Linked DNA regions of Hordeum vulgare: region 1 is linked to region 2. A link is a contact called in public Hi-C data. All regions are on one chromosome and are shown on one strand. The core of a region is the stretch at or near the end of the contact, and the rest is flanking DNA. Distances in the headings are between cores, read along the strand shown.

What was found. A called contact is a pair of places that touch in the nucleus more often than the background predicts.
Region 1: a Hi-C map of leaf shows a contact between it and region 2, with 10 times the contacts expected there. The contact joins the promoter of LOC123409033 here to the promoter of LOC123411575 in region 2. A contact is called at or near these places in 5 of 6 Hi-C or Micro-C datasets (leaf and seedling) and 1 of 1 datasets of contacts at active chromatin or transcription factors (embryo).

The regions. Positions count from the first base shown.
Region 1 is chr7H:431,583,687-431,586,614 of MorexV3_pseudomolecules_assembly, reverse strand. It overlaps LOC123409033, which reads right to left and starts at 1,283. Exons shown (of 11, transcript XM_045102030.1): 1 at 183-1,283. The coding sequence starts at 731.
Region 2 is chr7H:431,309,233-431,312,512 of MorexV3_pseudomolecules_assembly, reverse strand. LOC123411575 reads left to right here and starts at 1,997. Exons shown (of 3, transcript XM_045104544.1): 1 at 1,997-2,319. The coding sequence starts at 2,077.

The DNA of each region.
Region 1 (2,928 bases), core at 34-2,533, 270 kb before region 2:
CTTATGGGATCTAGATGTATCTACTTCTGCATCTGACAGAATGTCCTATGCCATTGGAAAATGGTCAAGCACTTTGAACATTCACACTAAATCACACCTAAACACAATTTAGATCATCCTAGATGCTAATGAAGGACTTGAGCAAAGAGAAACAAGATGATAAATTAGTGGTAAGGATGAACCTTGTCCAACTTCTCGAAGGACTCTGCCTTGCGAGGCTGCCACCCACGGACCGCCTCTGTTGCCACCTCCGTGAGCCACCTCGGCCAGCCAGCCGCCACGTGCTCCGCCACCACTCCATTCGGCACATCTATGATCCTTGGCTTCGCCTCAGCTCTGATGCCACCACTCCTTGGTTCTTGCTCTGCCACACCATTCGGAGCACGCCTGCGATTCACAGGGGCAGCAACTGCCCTCTCCACATCGATGACACTAGCGGCGGTTGCGGCCACTTCCTCAGGCAGCGGCACCACTGCATCGACCACCGGCGCAGGGGGCTTCCGAATCAGCCTGGCCGTGCTGGCATCTTTGGCAACACGGTGCCCGACGCTGGAAGACGTGGCTGCCACAACCCCACCTTCTTCTTCATCCTCCTCCAAGTCCTCGTGCCTCTTGCTGGAGTTGTAACTAACCAGACGCCTCAGCGAGTTGCTGGACGGGCGGCGGCGGGGCTTCCCCTCGCCGCCACACTCGTCGCCGCCATGGAATTGCTTCGAACTGACGCATCCCATGGGACAAGGATCCCGGCAGGTAACCCTACTCCAAGAGAATCAAAACGACGACTTGCCGAGACTTTCTCCCGCATCAGGCCCTCATTGCTCCCCGAATTGGAGAGCCAATCCGCACCCCCTCCGCAGATCCAAATCAGAAGGCAGACACTCGGGAGCCGGAGGAAGTCCCCCCTCCGCTCCAGCAACTTCCGAATCAGGGAGCGCGCGGGCAGAAACCGGCGGCGACGACAAGTGGAACTGGGACTCCACAACTGCAACGGAAATCGGGATCTTCTTGGAGCACTTGAGTGGAAGCGGCGCGAGTTGGGCAGGGATGAACTGGGGCGGGGAATCCGGGGTGGGCTGGGATCAAAATCGAACCTTGCCGCCGGAAAACCGCGACGCGTCGCCCCGCAGATCTCCCTCCCCCTCTCTCTCCCTCTCTCTCCTTCCTGGCTGCTGGCCTTTTTCTTGGGTCCTTTTGTTTGGTCTCTTGCAAGTACCCGGTCTTCTGTTTCCCTTCCCTTCTCTTCTCTTTTTTGGTTGGTGAAAAAAAAAAGGCGGAGGAGAGAGAAAGAATCAGAGAAAAGGGTGAGAGAGAGAGAGAGAGTAATTGTCAGCGAGAGAGAGGGAGACGTTAGTTCCTGATTTTTCTTTTATACTGATGAAATGAAAAGAAATTGGGGATCAAGGGCAGACATCTTTTTGGGAAAACTGGGAGCTCGAATCTCTATTCAATTGCTTAGCCAGGTTAACTTTGATTCCCTCTGGTTTTGTCAAACCTAGCCGTGTCAAAAGCATCCAAGAACACTGGTAGGTAACTAGAAGAAGTCAACAGATGAATAGCACACGTACACCTATCGCGAAGAGGGTGTGGTTAGAGATATGATAGACTGGTGGTAGCTGGGAAGAAAATGAGTGACAGGCTGTATATAGCAAGAGAAAATAATGTTGGTTTAAGGATGCAATTATTTTTGTTGCAAGGTCCAATCCATGTGCTAACTTGTGATTATTAATTACTCCCTCCGTCTCAAAATAAATGTCTCAACTTTGTACTAGCTGTAGTATAAATTTGTACTAAGCTTGAGACAGTTATTTTGAAACGGAGAAAGTATATGCTTGTCTCTTCTTATTCTTTTCTTTTTTGAAATAGATACGTTTTCTCGATAAAATACGAGACAGCTAGAACTAAGTATATTGTATTTGTCGTCAGAAAAAGTATAACATATCGCATAGCACTCCTTCCACTTCACACATACCCTCTTTCTATTTCTCTTTCGTCCCTTCTCCTCCATGCCACTACCTTCCCTTTCACGTCTTTTTTTAGCACAACCCCACCATTGACAAGGCCCAAGATGAGGGTGGACGGCTGCCATGTGGCACTAGGTGTCGGAACTAAATCTGACAGATCTCTTGTAGAGGGTCCCGAGCTGGTGATCTTAGCTAGATGGTGACAATATGAACAAGGGGCACGATATTTATCCAGATTCGAGCTCCGCCGAAGAGGTAAAACCCTATGTATTGTGTGTATTGTATTGATTCAGGATGGGTATAAAGTACACTAGATCATTGAAGGCGCGCGTTGCTGCGCCCGTCTATGTTTACTACGTATTGGTAGGAATTTTCACAAATATTTAAAGAAAAAAATGAAACTTAAAGCTAAAATGGCAGGGCAGCAAATGTGAGAAAATATGATAATATTAAAGTTTTGTGTTGTTGTAGTGAGTACATGGATGATCTATGTCACATAGTTTGTCGTCAGTCATATTAGAAATGAAGATGAAAAGACATTTCTCACTCTCATCATTGGTCGCCCTAATCATTAATTTAAGAATAAAGTATTCAAGCTGGATCACTAAAAGGATCTCATGACATAACACTTACTTTTTTTATCCCAAGCATACAAAAATGACCCATGCCTCTGAAGATGCTTTACAACTAACACATTATACTTGACAAAACATATATCTGACGTTAGCGAGTTCTTTACAAAGAATGTGATTTAGAAGGTTTAATTGTCGATGCACAAGATGCTTTCAAGATTTACAATCCTATCAAAAATCTGGGGCTCTTCTTTAATTTGTTGGTTCAGGAATCATCTAATAGCACAATACATGAAACAGATTACTCCTTTAACATTTTCCGGAGCACGGGCTCTTTTATCATGAAACGAAACCATACAAAAAAGTTATATGATGAGGTTAAATCCAACCTTCAA
Region 2 (3,280 bases), core at 748-3,247:
GTAAGACTTACATCAGATCTATTTTACGTATGAACGATATCAGTGAAAAGGGTGTGAGGTTTAGCAGCAACAACCTAGCACCTACAAAAACACGCCGGTATTTGCGTGTATCATAGATAAGGTAAGTGAGCGTATACAAGGTAAAAGAGCACGTATTAACCGAAAGTTGTCTTGTGCCCTGGAGCTCAAAAGAACTCGGTATGAACAGTAAAAAAATCCAAACTACTTTGTGATAAACATTGACAAATGTTTTATATGCTTGACAAATTTCATCACAAAATCACATTTATGAAAGTCATGTGGAAAAAAAATCAGTACTCCAAAATGCTCTTAGAAATATTATCATTGGAGCATCTTTTGTTTATTTTTTGCCACAACTTCCACAATGTCCTTTCCTTCTAATTTTTTGAATTTACAGTTTATCAGGTACTTGAGCATTTAAACTTGAGAGCAGCTCCACATCCTAATCATCTAACTCTATCCAGCTAACCTAACCGCAAACATAACACAACCTTGCATCACCCTCAAAGAAGAATCCTCAAGGTACTTATGCAGTTGGCAATCTTTATTTGTCTAGTAAAACTGTTCAATAAGCAAGACATCTTTAAGTCGTCCATAACCATGCAAGGGTGCACGGAGTTACCCATACACGTTCAACCATCTCTTAGTGTCGGCCATTAGCACACTTAATGGTGTATGCAAAACAAGTCCAAAAAATTAGTGTGAACTCAGACACGATTTATGTGTGTGCGTGTTGATATTAATTATGTGCATTATATTTATGCAGATACCATATATGGACTCATGGGTTTGTATTCCCTTTATGCTCCATTTTAAATCAAATGAAATACATGTTTAAAAGAAACTCCAGTTCTTTTAGGGGTATAAAAAAACTCCAGTTCAAACGAAATCATTTATTGAGGAGCATTCCTTTCAAACTTTTAAAGATGACTCTCATCTTTTCAAGTTGCGACAAGTGTCGTATTGTATGTGTGCAGCTTTTCGCAATGCGAGAGTTTTTTCTTTTTGTAGATCCATATTTTCAATATGTTTTATTTCTTAAACCGTGCGTTCAAGTTTTGAACCGTTTTCATTATTGGGTTTCTCGTGTCGAGATCTTTAAAACTAGATCCCATGTTGATAGATTTATCAAAACTTTTTTTATAAGAAAAAAACGGATGAAAAAACCGTGCTTCTCACAATAAAGAACAAAAAACTAGTTTTTCATTTATGAGAGGCACGACCATGCCTCTTGCAAAAGTAAAATCATGCCTCCCACGGAAGCAAAATCGTGCCTCGCGAAAAAATAAAAAACGTTTTTTTTTTCGTTTCTGAGAGACATGACCATGCCTCTTGCGAAAGCAAAACCATGTCTCTCACAGAAAAAAAAATGCGTTGTGTTTGTTTGTTTTCGAAAGACACGACAATGTCTCTTGCGAAAGCAAAACCGCGCCTCTTGCAAAAACAAAATCGTGTTTTTATGAAAAAATAAAAAAATACATCTTTTTTCTGAAAGGCACGACCATACCTCTCGCGAAAACAAAACCGTGCTTCTTAGAAAAACAAAAAAACATATTTTTAATGCAATTTATTTTTTTGTCAAAAAGCTAAAAAAGATCGGTGAGAAATCGAAACACCAAAAAACCCCAGAAAAATTATAATCTAAAAAACCAAAAATAGGTGAAAAAATAAAAAAAAATCCAAAAAAACATTCAGAACGCTACCCGTAGCGACCGCTGAGAGTGTGCCAATTGGTCACGGGAGTTGGGAGGCTTTCAAGAAATGCTGCTGGCGAGTTCGAATCGTATAGGTCCGCGAGCTGATTAATGACGGCCCACAGGCCCAATGAACATTCGAAACGAAAGGACCTATACGACGTCACACACAGACATTCGGCCGACCAAATTGTGGCACGTGATTCAGCCCATGAAAGTCCACAGCCTCCCTAACCCGACCCACCAGAGCCCAACGGAAAGCTTTCCTACCTCATCCTCTCGTCATCGTCATCCCCTTCCTTCCTCCTCGGCAAACCAAACCCGAAGCGAACGACAACACGCGACAAGAAAGGAGAGGACGATGGTGAGGAAGAGGAAGGAGCTGCTGTCGTCGGCGCCATGGCGGACGGGGGAACCGGAGGAGGACGACGAGGCGTCCAGGATGAGCCGCGAGGGGAAGGTCACCGTCACCAGCAACCCAGGGGAGACCCCCACCATGAACATGCCACGCAGCAAGCGCCCGGACCTCGACCTCGCCGTCGACGACTTCGAGGAGGACGAGATCGACCCCGAGCTGCGCTACTCCTTCCAGCGCAACAGTAGGGTATGCCCCGCCCACGCCACGCGCCAATCCCTCCCCTCCCCCTTCCCCTATGTCTCTTCCTTGTTTGTTGCTGTTGGGCGATTCGCTCTAGGTGTTCGACGAATTGTGAACCCGCGGAGGCTGCAGTTGCAATGAAGGATTTTCCTCGGGATTAATTAGCAAGCTTAGGGTTCAATCACATGGTAGTAAAACTAAAACAATAGATTTAGTTTTTAAGGTAGAGGCACTGCAAAACTGCCTGAACATTGTTGGCCAAAATTCACAAGATTATACTTTACCTTTTACCTTCTTATTAACCCTAACCACAATAATTAAGACAAGGTATGAATAGCAACACAGATTTGTGAATTGCATTAGATGAAATAAACAGCCCCACAATTGCTAACTCTTGGTTTCTCTCATATCATGATTTCCATCTTAATCCAGATGACCGTATTATTTTACTCAAAGACATCCACAAAAAGTACTTTTAGTTCAAGCATAAATAATTTACCACTGACAAGCACAGTTGTGTAAATGGAAGCCTTGTCCGAGTATCTTCTACCCTGCATGGCTTTTATCACAGTTTTTCTTGAATCTGTGCTAACTTGGTCATCATAGTACTCCTACCCATAGAAACAGGGATCAGGGGTCGACGCCACGTCCCTTGACCTGTGATTGATCACCCCAATCAAGGGTTAGTGTCAAGTAAGTAGGGGTCACTGTGGGCTGACATACTTAACACGGCTCAAAACCATTGCTCTCGATCCCAAATGAGAACTCGCACTATGCAGTCATCGTTGTGTGTCACTTGGCGCTCCTCATCCTACTGCTACCGTCGCGGCGCCACGATCATGCTTGGATGTTGCCCGGCCCTTTTCTGCGCTGAGCGTACCTGTGGTTGCCTTTGATTCTTTGTCAGACAACCACAGCGGTGCTTCAATCTATCGCTGGTGGATCGAGGGGTTATAATCAGCGCATG